2 separate regions of the Mus musculus genome follow, and region 1 is linked to region 2. A link is a contact called in public promoter capture Hi-C data. All regions are on one chromosome and are shown on one strand. The core of a region is the stretch at or near the end of the contact, and the rest is flanking DNA. Distances in the headings are between cores, read along the strand shown. Region 1 holds the start of Mylip (myosin regulatory light chain interacting protein). Region 2 holds the start of Gfod1 (glucose-fructose oxidoreductase domain containing 1).

Evidence for each region. Promoter capture Hi-C pulls out the DNA fragments that hold promoters and counts their contacts.
Region 1: a contact with region 2 is called in a promoter capture Hi-C map of pre-B cells, with 3 times the contacts expected there. The contact joins the promoter of Mylip here to the promoter of Gfod1 in region 2. A contact is called at or near these places in 2 of 39 promoter capture datasets (the C10 cell line and pre-B cells), 1 of 484 Hi-C or Micro-C datasets (regulatory T cells) and 2 of 9 other capture datasets (adipose tissue and liver).

Annotation. Positions count from the first base shown.
Region 1 is chr13:45,385,274-45,391,290 of GRCm38.p6, forward strand. Mylip (myosin regulatory light chain interacting protein) reads left to right here and starts at 4,469. Exons shown (of 7, transcript NM_153789.3): 1 at 4,469-4,770; 2 at 5,916-6,017. The coding sequence starts at 4,684.
Region 2 is chr13:43,301,543-43,308,263 of GRCm38.p6, forward strand. Gfod1 (glucose-fructose oxidoreductase domain containing 1) reads right to left here and starts at 2,630. Exons shown (of 2, transcript NM_001033399.4): 1 at 1,703-2,630. The coding sequence starts at 1,955. Gm52047 (a long non-coding RNA gene) reads left to right here and starts at 3,942. Exons shown (of 3, transcript XR_003950636.1): 1 at 3,942-4,188; 2 at 4,814-4,920.

The DNA of each region.
Region 1 (6,017 bases), core at 3,219-5,718, 2.1 Mb after region 2:
AGATTTCAGCTCACTCAACTTGTTTTAACACACGTATGCCTGATGAAGCGTTACTTATGTGAATAATTAGCTCGAATAATGTGTGAAGGCAAAAGGGCAGCTTTTCAGGCAGTAGATAACTGTTCCTCCAGGGGTGCTCTTACAAATAAATGGGGAGAGAAAGAGGCGGCTGTGGCAAGTGATGCGGCCACTTCTCCTAAGGGCCTCACCTGGGACCCAGTGCAGGGCTTCTGCAGCCCTGCGTGCAATGACAAGGATATAATGAGCAGAAGTAGGTCCCCAGCCATGTTGAGCAGACCACATGCTCAGCCAGGAGAATCTGTATGGGCATAACCATTGCTTCACGTGACGTGTGTTACTCTTGCAACCTGGCGTACAAGACAGAAGAAAAGCCAATGTTTGAGTCCATTGGAGCAGCCAGAACTGTAGTGTCGGTTTGAATATGCTTGGCCCAGGGAGTGGCACTGTTTGAAGGTGTGGCCTCGTTGGAATAGGCGTGTCACTGTGGGCATGGGCTTTAAGACAATCTTCCACTAGCAGCCTTCAGATGAAGATATAGAACTCTCAGCTCCTCCTTCACCATGCCTGCCTGGATGCTGCCATGTTTCTGCCTTGAGGATAATGGACTGAACCTCTGAACATGTAAGCCAGCCACAAATTAATGTTGTCTGTATGAGAGTTGCCTTGGTCATGGTGTCTGTTCACAGCAGTAAAACCCTAAGACATGTACTGAGTTCATCAATTCTACCACTTTGATACAGTTTTTTGCTTTTGTTTTGTTTTTACTTTTAATAATCTACATTCGTGCGGGCCATATTTTTACTGTACTAGCTGAGTAAAGCTTTATTCTTTTGGTTCAGGGGTGGGGGGAGAGGAGGACAGGGTCTCACTCTCTACCCCATGCTGGACAGAACTCAATTGTAGTCCAGATTGGCCTCAAATTTATGATCGCCTCCCTGCCTCAGACTCCTGGGTGCTAGGAATTACAGGCAGGAACATCATGCCCTGCTTGAGAGCAACGGAAAGCAGACAGCAAGAGCGTCTTCCTTGGCTTCAAACACGACTCAATCCGTCTCACTTCTCAACCTTCGGACCTGGATATTCCGAGTCTCTTATTTTGGAGCTAGACTCAGCTGGGGCTTAAAACTGGCTCCAGACGCTCTGTAGCTTTAGCAGATGGTGGAGTCTTCTAAGAAGCAATTCTGCGGTGGGTTTTCTATTCCCTAACAGAGTGTTTTAAACATAACGTGCTTTCTCACGCAGCCTTCTCATCTCTTAACCAGTCTCTGTCTTATCCCGGGGAAGAAATGACAGGAGGGAAGAGACAGGACGCACAGCCTCCTCCTCCACACACAGCCTCCTCCTCCACGCGCACCAGGAGAAACCTGGATCGATCCTTTTCTCCCCAGACATCAGTTCTTTCCCTGGCCTTCTGCTTTTAACTTTTTTGGAGGGTTTTGTTTGCTTGTTTATGCCTCTGCGTGTTTTATGTCTGTTTTTTCACATGCTCCGTGGAGACCAGGGGTTGACATTAGACACCAATAACACGCTTCTGCTTTGTGAAGTTTTTCAATTTTATTTTTTGAAAGGCAGAGTCTTTTACTAAACCTTGAGCTCACGGATTGGCTAGACTATCTGGCCAATGAGCCCCTGGGTTCTTCCTTTTTTCTCCTCCCGACCCAGGGATTAAGAGCACACACCACCAAGCCCTGCTTTTTATGTGGGTGCTAGGGTCCTCAAGCTTCCACAGCAAGCTCTTTATACACTTTTAGACAGAGTCCCACTGTGTAGCCCAGGCTGGCCTCAAACTCATGATCTACTTACCTCAGAGGCCTCCCAAGTGCTGGGATTCCAGGCATGTGTGCATGTGTGCCACAACATTTGGCTAAGAGTTTCAATCACTCAGTTCATTCACTAATTAATTTTTATTTATTTAATTTTTTATTTAATTAATTTGAGGTCTAGTCTTTAGCTAAAGATATCCTCAAACTCCCTACTTAACCTACAATGACCTCAAGTTTCTGATGCTTCTACCTCTATCCTGCAAGTGCTGCTGGGATTGCTGGCCTGGTGTCACACCGCTGCCATTACACACAGTGGTGTCTCACCACTGCCATTACACACAGTGGTGGCACACTGCTGCCATTACACACAGTGGTGGCACACTGTTGCCATTACACACAGTGGTGGCACACTGTTGCCATTACAGACAGTGGTGGCACGCTGTTGCCATTACACACAGTGGTGGCACGCTGTTGCCATTACACACAGTGGTGGCACATTGTTGCCATTACACAGTGGTGGCACACTGTTGCCACCAGGGCCACTTGATGGTACTCGGGGCTAAGTCCATACTACGTGATCACTTTATCAACTGAGTTTCAATCCCAGCCCTTGATCTCTTTTGTTAAAACCACCTCTTTTCTTCAGTAGTAACTGGCGATGCCTTAGTTTAATTTTTACACTTTAGTGTTCATATATGTAACACGTATCGGTCAGAGGACAACCTGTGGTTGTTGCTCCATGGGTCTTGGGGTCAAATTCAGGTCATCAGGCTTGGTGGCAGGTACCTTAATCCACAGAGCCCCTTTGCTGGCTCTTTTCTGGAGATACTTGGTTTTAAAATGATTAGCTCTTTATTGAGGATCTCACAGAAGGAATTCAATGGATGTGGGTTAAAGAGATGCCTATGTCATTGTTAGCCATGCAACTGGTTTGTAAGTAACTGATGGTTGTTAAATTTTTCTTAATTAAAAATTTTAAACCTGACATTTCCTTCGCTTCTACAAATTATTTAGCTGCTCATATTAAAAATATAAATATAGAATCATTTCTATGAAAGAAAGCCATTTAAAAAAAATCCTTGCCAAACCCCAAAGTAAGATAGTTTTAAAGATAGTTAAATAGAAATGTTTCTGTTTTTGTTTCTTGTCTTGTCTTTGTTTATTCTGTTTGTTTATTTTTGTTCTTCTTCAGCTCCTTTCTACTCCCAGTATCTAGGAATTTCCCCAAATCTGTCCCCTAAGTTCCCCCTTGTTTAAGCTGGTTAAGTTTTGGCCTTTCAAAAATATTAAGCAATACAACCAATTTCCATGTTGCCTCCTCTCCTTATGGTGAAATTTCCAGCGATGGGCCACAGATTAGATAATCTAAATGTTATCTCCCAGGTACACGTGCCAGACCTGCTTCCGGGAAGGAAAGGAATGAGCAGTAGACCGGTGGATGAATGCAAGCTTACACTGGACTTGGAGCAGTTCGAGAACTGTACCATGTGTTCCTGAAACACAAAGCCAAAAGACTGAACAGTTCTCTCCGCGAGGGCTCTGCTAAGATCCCAGTCCTTCTCCGATGTTTTCCCCATCGTCAGAAATAAATATCACTGAGCCCAAGTACGAGGTGCACCACCAGGTTGAGCTATACAGCAAGACTTCGTCTTAAACGCACAGCAAACAAACGGCACAGAGATAGGGTCATTGGCAGGCAGGGATGGCTAGATTGCTTCCCAGCGGTGCTGGGGCGAGGGGGGGCGGCTTGCAGGAGGGGGTGTCCAAAAATAGCTAGTCTCCATTCTGCGAGGACACTGAGCTTCAGAGAGATGGAGTTTTCCAAAGATCCAAGGCTGAAACCCATATCTCCCGGCTTATCTTAGAAACCAAAAAAGACAGTATAGGCCAAGAGAAACAGGTGGTAAAAATATGAAGGTTGTACACCTTTAACCACTAATCTCTTGTATTGAGATTCCCATCCTGCTAGGTCCTGAGATGAGCCTGTTATCTTTAAGATGGGGTAACATCTGGGTGTCTGAAAGAAAGGGCAGGGAGTGTACCAGGTGTATAGTGAACGAATTGGATGAGAGATAGGCTGGGTGACATAACTTGGTAAGGTGTTTCAATGTAGCAGAACCCACACATAGAAACCCTTGGCACGAGTTAATATAAGAATGGTGCTTGGATCAAATTACCGGCTTATATTGGGTCAGCTGCAAAAACTTTTCTACTTAGATTCTTCTTTTGACAACCCACGGTGGCAAATGCCAGCGGAAAAGCCTCTTCTTTAGGCTCTCTGTCTTGCTTGCTTCTCTTTTGGCTTTCACAAACCACCTGGTTATTAGAGTAACCCCACGCAGGAGTCCTGAGAACCGTAGTAGCAACGTAGCATCACAGGAGCCTTTGATCACAGTTCTCTCAAACCCGGACAGAAAGGCGTCCCCTGGAGCTGCGGGCGACAGCGGGCTGGGAGGAGCGTCGCCCAGTGGCAGAGGCCGCGACCGTGCTGGGGATTGGGGAGAGGATGGGCTCCCACCTCCCGCAGCTCCACAGGCGGTGCCGGGAGGCGGGGCTTCAGCCCACCGAGACTGGGAATTGGTTGCCGGAGCTGGGGAGGAGGGGCAAGCACGCTGTGATTGGCGGAGTCCGGTGCCGGAGGGGCGGGGCCTCTATAAAAGACGCGTGCCTGTAGCGGCGCAGGCAGTAGGGCTGTCGGAGCGGCGCGGCCGTGTAGCTCCCGGGAACTGGCTGTCGTGGGGGTGGCGGGGACGCGAGTGGCGGCTGCGTGGGGTGCAGGGCGGGTGGCCGCACGGCTGCACCTTCCTCACGGAGCCCGGAGTCGACTTGGAGCAATTGCGGTGAGGCGACAGCTCCGGCGCACACCCGAGAAGAAGCGGCGGTGGCGGCGGCCCCAGCCATGCTGTGCTATGTGACGAGGCCGGACGCGGTGCTGATGGAGGTAGAGGTGGAGGCAAAAGCCAACGGCGAGGACTGTCTCAACCAGGTGAGGGCGGCGATCGGAAAGGGGATCCCTTCTTGTCCCCGGGAAGCCTCGGGGCTCGGGGATGCTCCCCGGGAGCCGGGCGACGTTGCAGCAGCGGCCCGTGGAGTGCTCCCGGGACGCCAGGCTCCAGCCTCCTCCTCCTCCCCGCGAGTGGAGAGTGCGGTGGGGGGGGGGCGGGGGGAGCATAGAGGACGCTTACGGTGGGGGATCCGGGGCCCGGAGACCAGAACACTGCTGGGAACCTCCACCCTGTCCGTTAGCCTGGCACTTTTCTCTAAAGAAGGTGGCCCGGCACACCTGCCGCAGGTGTGTGTGTGTGTGATGCCTCCCGTGGAGTCCTTGCAAAGCCCGGCAGCGCCACCCGCGTCCCGGGATGAGATGGTTGCAAGCGGTCGCTGGCCCCGGGGCTCCCTAGCTGATCAGGTGGGCCCGAATCTCAAGCCGCTTCTCAGAAGGACTGTTCACCTGACACTCTAGGCTTGCTAGGGATCCAGAGTATATTGAGTAATTTGCGGGGGACGGTTCTGCAGGCAGCCTCCTTCTTGAGGGGTCTTTACACGTGTGTTTTCTTAAGGGTGACTAAGGCTCCTAACGGGGTGTGCCTAATGGATATTGGCAGGCCCATTTGACCCCTTGAAATACTGTGTCTACGAGACCTGTGGACCTGAGCTGTTTGGAAAGGCGCTTGTAAAGCTTAGCTGACACTTGTAGCATGCTTCCTCAATGCGTTTGTGTTTTTGGAATCCAGATGGTTAAAACTGTCCAGATAATACGCTGCCAAATCAGCTGTGCAGATGGTGCTGCGGGGCGGAGGGGGGGGGTGGCGGGGGGAATTCCAGCGATTGGAATAAGAAATAAAACACCCTGTGTGTTCTTCTACCTCAGCCTTTTGGGAAGTCTGTTTTGGGGGGACCCCTTTCCCTGTGCCATTGGTCAGACCCTAGAAATAGTCAAGCAAGGCCAAGCCTCCACTGGAGGGCTGCGTTTTGGCTTTGCTGTTTCCTTAAAACCTTGTTTTTCCGGTCGGTCTACCAACTGGCATTGCAAGAAGGTAGAACTTTGGGAAAGCAGGGGCCAGTCCTCTCCTCGGATGGAGCCCTTAGGTTTGCACTGCTCACACCCCATACCTTTGGTTTTGTTTTTAGGTGTGCAGGCGTCTAGGGATCATCGAGGTTGATTATTTTGGGCTGCAGTTCACGGGGAGCAAAGGTGAGAGCTTATGGCTGAATCTGAGAAACCGGATCTCC
Region 2 (6,721 bases), core at 1,380-3,879:
CCACCATCACAGAAGTATCCAGAAAAGTATAACAATGGTCCACATCCCTAAACGCTTCGGCGGCCAAAGTATGAGATAAAGGCTGGAAGTGTGGCTCAATCAGTGAAGTAGTTGCCTAACAGGCAAGAAGCCCTGGGTCTGATCCCCAGAACCAAATAAACTAGGGATGGAATCTCAGCACTCAGGAAGTAGAGTCAGGAGGATCAGAAGTTCAAGGCCGCCCTCAGCTAAGCAGGGAGTTGAAGGACAGCCTAGGATACACGAGACCCCGCCCCAAACAACAATGATAGTAAGTACCAGAGACCATCAGAGCATTCTTGCTCTGTAATTGGTATCCCCCTGTTGTGGGGTTGCTCCAAGGGCCTGTCCTATAGAGATGCCACCGGAGAGGGGAGAAGAATGCTCCAACAAGCTTTCAAATCGGACCAGACCCAAGCCTTTAGCATAGATGGGGCTTAAGAGGAACCCATGGTATAGAAATTGCCCTAATAGGTTTTATACTCTAACTTTTTAATCGCCTACTTGACAAACAAATCCAGTGTAAACAACTAGTATAAACTAGCAGTGAAACAGAAAAGAAACATTGGCTAAAAGTCAATAGAATTCAGTTCAAAACTAAAGAAGCCAGGCTCCAAAAGCCAGAAGCTTAATACATTAAATACAGTAAAGAAAAGACCGGTAGCCCCTACGTTAGAATTTCTCCAACCTAGTTTGTTAGGAGCTTTTTCTCCACTTCAGTAACCCTGGCTTCCAAGGGTAAGTATGAAACGCCTGGGAATAGCCGAGCGTGGTTGGTTTAGGTATGGAAGGGAACTGCTGATGAACAGACTTGCTCAAGACACTCGTTTGAGCCCAGAAAGAAGCCCCAGCCTGCTTGTAAACACAATGTGTCTCTGGAATATTCCCGAGGCAAAATACGGAGGTGCCATCGCACGTTTCCAAAGGAAACTGCAGCGTCTGGCTTCCCCCTCCCACCCCGGCCCCCTCCACACACACAAAGCATCCTTGCCTTTGAAACCACAATTTTCATCTCGGAAGAATACAAGGTATATAATTCTCAACTAGAGTAGACACCCACTCCTGGGAGACTGTGCCCAAAGGTTAAATTACAATCTTTACTAACCTCTGACACATCTGAGAGTGTTCTGATAGACCCGCCCACTCTCACTTGCTTCCTTCCAGAGCAGAAGAGATAATTCCAGCCAGCTGTCAGTTCTCTAATCTCACAGTAAACTCACTTACTGTGGAGGGAAACAAAACGATCCAAACTGGGTGCCACAGCTGCTCACAAACAGGTACACCCAGGAAAAACCCTGCCACCACGTGTGCGGCCCTTTATTCAAGGGTTCCTGGCCACGCGCTCTCCTTTTCCAGACGCACGCGCACCCACACACCAGAGCACTAACTAACGTATACAGCTGGGTACCGAGTTTCCCTCCTGGAACAGCAACCGGTCTTCTGTATCTGACCCATTCGGTTCCTATACCTAGAATCCAAGCCTATTCTAGCCTCCGCACCACACACGTGGGGATGCGCTTCCAGCTGGTATCAGGAGCGAAGCGTGGAGGTGGGGGAGGCCACCGACTGGAAAGGGGAAAGCTGGGACTAACAAGCTTGGGTTTGGGATTCCTGGGATATGTCCAATTGGAGAGAAGCGAAGAGCCGAGCTAAAGAAGAGAGGGCTGGGGGAGGGGTCGCTCACCCAGGGTTTTGACAGCGATCTGCCTAGTGAGCGGCGGCGGCAGGTTGATGCACACCAAGTCCACATCCTGGTGCAGGAGCACCTCGTCGATGCGGCTGGTGTAGAAAGGAACGCTCATCTCCTTGGCCAGCTCCTCGGCTTCTTCCTGCGTGCGGCCCCACAGCGCCTTCACCGCGAAGCCCTCATCTTTCAGCAGCGGGATGATGACTCGGGCTGTGAGGCTGGTGCCGAACACGCCCACCCCGGGAAGCATGGCTGCTCAGGTCCGCCCGGTTCTGCTGCTGCCGGGATCTCCAGTCGAACACCGGCGCACACGCCTCTCCGGCCGGTCCCGCAGTCCCCGGCTCCTCGACCGACCTCGCTGCGCTGCGCTAGCCGCCGAGCCCCGGGCAAGGCGCCCGAGTGCGGTGGCGTGACAGCGCACCGAACCACAGACCCTGCAGGCTCCGGGAGCCTCAGCGCGGTGACTGCTGCAGTGCCCGCCACTCGGGGCTCGTGTCCTTCCCGGAGACAGCGGCAGGGACTCCGCCAGGACGCACGAGGCCCCGAAGCCCCGTGGAGCCCGGGCTCAGGCAGCGCTCCCGCCGCAGCGCCGGCCGGCTCCGTGCGCCCCGCGGAGGCCGCCCCATGGCCGGCTCATCCCGGCAGAATCTCTCTCCCGGATGGCGCTCCCGCTTCACCACCCTCTGTGGGCTGCGGATCTTCTTTTTCCCCAAGTCCTTGGTAACGAATGGAACCCAGAGGCCACCCGGAGGCCGACTAAGGATGAGGCTCGTAGTGTACCAGGCGCCGATCCCGAGCAGCAGCACCGCAGCGGCGGACACCACCCGGCGCCAGGCTCCTCATTCTGCTGCCATATTCGCTCGCTCGCAGCGCGCCTTGGGCGGCCTCGGCCCCGCTCGGGCTCGGGCTCCGGCTCCGGGATCCCGCGGGTACGAGGGCGGAGTTGGCGACTTTGACTGTCAGCGGCCGGGGTTCCTGCACCGCCCTTGCGGTAGCGCCGTGCTCCATTGGCCGCCAAGCGTCGCCCCCGCCCTTGTCTCCGCCGCCCAAGGCACTCGTTGCGCTCAGCGCCCGGCCCCTGGAACCCGCTTTGACTCCTCCCCGGCCCCGCCTGTCTCGCCTGCTGCCCCCGGGTGGCTTCCCTTTCTCTGCGCTCTCCGCCTCCGCGGCCGCCTCCTCCTCGTTGTGCTCCAAGCTCCGCCCAAGCAAGCAAATAAATCTATCAAAGCAGGGCGCGCCCTTAATAGGCTAGGACTGGGTTCCTTGGAAAAGATTGGCGGATGCTAAGACCCCGGGGAGGCCGGAGGACCCCACGAAGTGTGAGCAGCGTGGTTCACAGTCTCCTCTCCCGGATATTTTTCTGTGCTCGCCACTGCTCTAGGAAGCTGTCCAGGCACTTAACCCTGAGGTTATTGGAAACTCGTTTCATTGATGAGAAAGTGAGCTCTGAGGAGGTTAAGGGACTTGCTCAAGGTGACACACATGAACAACAGTGCCAGGATCGGAAGGCAGACACCAGCATCTCGGCGCTGAACCCCTAGAGTTCTGACTCGCAAGTGTGCCAGCTCCAATCCCAAACCAACTCCACTCCTGAGGAGGCTCCACTGGTCACCTACTCCATGCTTGTGCCCATGTGGCATGGGCGACCTCACCCAGACTCCGCAGTGGCTGTGGCACGTGTGTCTAGAGTCTGGTCTTCCTTGTTTACTTCTGGCTGCCTGCCACTCCTGGCCACTGCCCTCTGTCAGCTTCAGTTCCCTGGCACAGCGCTTCTCCTGGCCTTTAATACATCTGCAGTCAGAATGCTGGGGACCATCAGTCCGAGATGCGTGGAAAGCCCTAACTGCGGTGGTGACTGAGTGAGCGTCTGATGGCTCAAGATATCCTCGTCACTTATCACGGGGCCTAAGGAGATAGTAGGCACTTGTCTAAGTACACAAATGGATGGATATTCACCACCTGTCACATTGTGCCCTCTTCGTACTGGGAGGGAGGAGTCAATGCCAAAGGGCAAGTGGACCTGCTCTTCTAGCTCAGTGTTTCTGGAAAGGTGAGGTTACTACTGTCTATTATGTTCATCCCTGGCCTTTAGCACTCAGAGGAAGAGACACGTGTCCTGCTTCAACATAAGCGTGGAAAACATGATACATCCGAGTGTTTAAAGCAACTGTAACAACTGGCACAGAGACGGGGCTCTTGGAGAGAGCTGTACACACACACACACACACACACACACACACACAAAGGCTGATGTGGCAATGGGAGGAGGCAAAGTTGACCTCAGGACGACATTATTAAAAAGGACAAAGTGCTCCGGGATTGGCAACAACCTGAACAGGGTCAGACAAAGAGCAGACAAGATATGCCTGCTGATGGTTAGCTGAGAAGTGCCTAAGGAAAAGGAGGCGTGCAGCCATGGCTGCCAGGGTGCTGCTTTGGAGCAGAGCGAGAGCCACGGTGTGCCGCCCCTGGACAGGTGCAAGGTGGGTGACTCCTGGCTTGCAGAGTCAGAAGCCAGAGCTGACTCTTGGCTCTGCCATTTACACCCTGTGGGACCCGGGACAAATGTCTTCTCTGTGTCCGTCTGTAAAGGGGGACAATAGCTAACACTAGAGAGGACCATGTGATTTGACAGTCGTGACGTCCTGAGAAGGATGCTCCCTAGAAAGGTTCTATGTGATATATATGCCCTCTATTTTGATATTTATTTTTATTACATACATTCTATTTGAAAATAAATGTTAGGCCATGTATATATCCTGAATGAATTCCGTTATGCTCTTTTATGTTGTTTGGGTTTGTTTGTTTGTCGATTTGGGTTTTTCCTTTACTATTGTTTCTATGTATGGGTGTGGGTATATACCACATGAATGCATATACTCTTGGAGGTCAGAAGAGGGCATTGACTGGATCTGCTGAAGCTGGAGCAGGAGCTGCAGGTGGTTGTGAACCATTCTATATGAGCATCAGAGACAGAACTCAAGCTCTCTGAAAGGACAGTGAGCACTCTTACCTGCTGAGCCATCTTTCCAGCCACTGTTTGTTGTTTGTTTGTTTGTTTGTTTTTTGGTTTGGTTTGGTTTATTTGGGTTTTTGTTTTGTTTTCAGATGAGGTCTCATGTAGCTCAGGCTAGAATCCAACACACTATCCAGAGGAGGACGATCTTGATTACATTCTGATCCTCCTGTCTCCACCTCCCAAGCCTATACCACAGGTATGTACATATATACACCTTCTCAGTCCCCTGTAACAATACCATTCCCTGTTATCCACAAAGGAGGGAAGATGGACTTTTATGCATGTCTTTCAAAGAGAGGCTGCCCTTTGAATGCCCCTGCTGGAGCATTTAAGTCCGGGATATCAGTAGCTAGACACTGTCCTTGCTGGTCTGCCTGCTTTCACTCTGTACTCTCTGCTCAGTAGCCAGAGAGAGCAAAGCGATCTTTTGAAAGGTGAGTCATCTCATGTCCTACAACGACAATGGATTTGAGTGACACATATATTCCAAAGTCCTTAGGGAACCTGAACAACCCTACGTAACCTAACTTGACCTCACTCTGATCTTGCATACCTTAGTATTTAACCACTTCCGGCTACAGGCTCTGTATTCCAGCGCGTTGGTCTCTTAGCTCTGCACTGTGCAAGCTGAGTTTGCTCTCATCTCAAGGCTTTTATATTAGCTGCTCTGCCTCACACACATGCACATGCACGCACACATACACAGGCAGACAGACAGACAGACAGACAGACAGACAGACAGAGGCCTGCTGCTCACTTTTCTCTAGCTTGTGCTCAGATGTCCTCCTCCCCTTAGGTCAGACCTTTCTGGCCACCTCCTCTAAAGTGCCCTCCTTGTCACAAAAGTCATCCTTTATCACTGCTTTCCCCCCTATGTCGACTGTTTATCACCCACTTGCCTAATGGACTGCAGACTCACTGAGACTGGAAGGATGCCTCAGGTCTCCTTCACTTCTGAATGTCTGATACCTGTGGCCTTTGGAAGCTTACTAGGGTTGGATAAGTCATCAGAGCAGAGCACCATGATTGAATTCTGGAGGCTTCGTAGAAGGAGCGAATGCCAGAAGAGTCTGTCCCGTTCCAGTGATGCCTCGTACCACTCTAGAACATTGCTAGCAGAGCAGCATCCCCAGACATGGCCCTTACCCTTGGACCAAACCCTGAGCCAAGACAAACCTCTTTTCTTTATGTTTACCCATTATGTGTCATTGTGTTATTAGCAAGAGAAGGCTATGATTGGGGATGCTTAACATTTTTAGGACTTAGCCAGGCATATACACAACAGTGATTTGGGCATTGGAAATGTCGGACTGCCTCTCCCTCAGATGCTAACCTTAGGAGACCTGTTGGTTTGGGACATAAATTGAGACAACCAGGCAGGGGCTGCCAGGGCTCATGTGGGTGTACATGAGGCCTTTGAAGTTGAAGAGGAAAGCTTACAAACACATACAGACTGAAAAGAGAACCAGACTTGGGTTTCAGGTGGCATACTGGAGTTAGAAGCGAGAGTTTTCTAGACTGATGGAGAATATACTTAAGGTGGAAGGGGAGCCTGTGGAGGTGGCTGAGATGTGACCTGGAATTGCTGAAAGATTTGTATGGTGGGTAGCTTGTAAGGGGCTTGAGACACAACCCTCAGAGAGAAACTCCTGCAGTCACCAGGGACTGAAAGGAAGAAAGGTCTGGTAGTAGATGGACACTCTCAGAGAGCGAAAAGAGGTGAGGTGGCTCCTCACAGGCAGTGGGTGTCATCTGGGTGTGCTCTTGTGTCCTACTGGTTTAGTAGGTTTTGCTTCATCTGTTCCAGCCATAGGGTGACTCTGAGTGTGCCTCTGCCCCACGCCCCAGCAATACAACCATTTGAATAGACAGTGTTTGCACATACACAGTTTTGGGTTTTGGTATTTGTTTTTGTTTTTAAAAATATGTGTGGTATTCTTTACTGTTCTTATGTGAAAGCCTGACCTGGGATTCCACCTAATCCAACCTGACAGTTA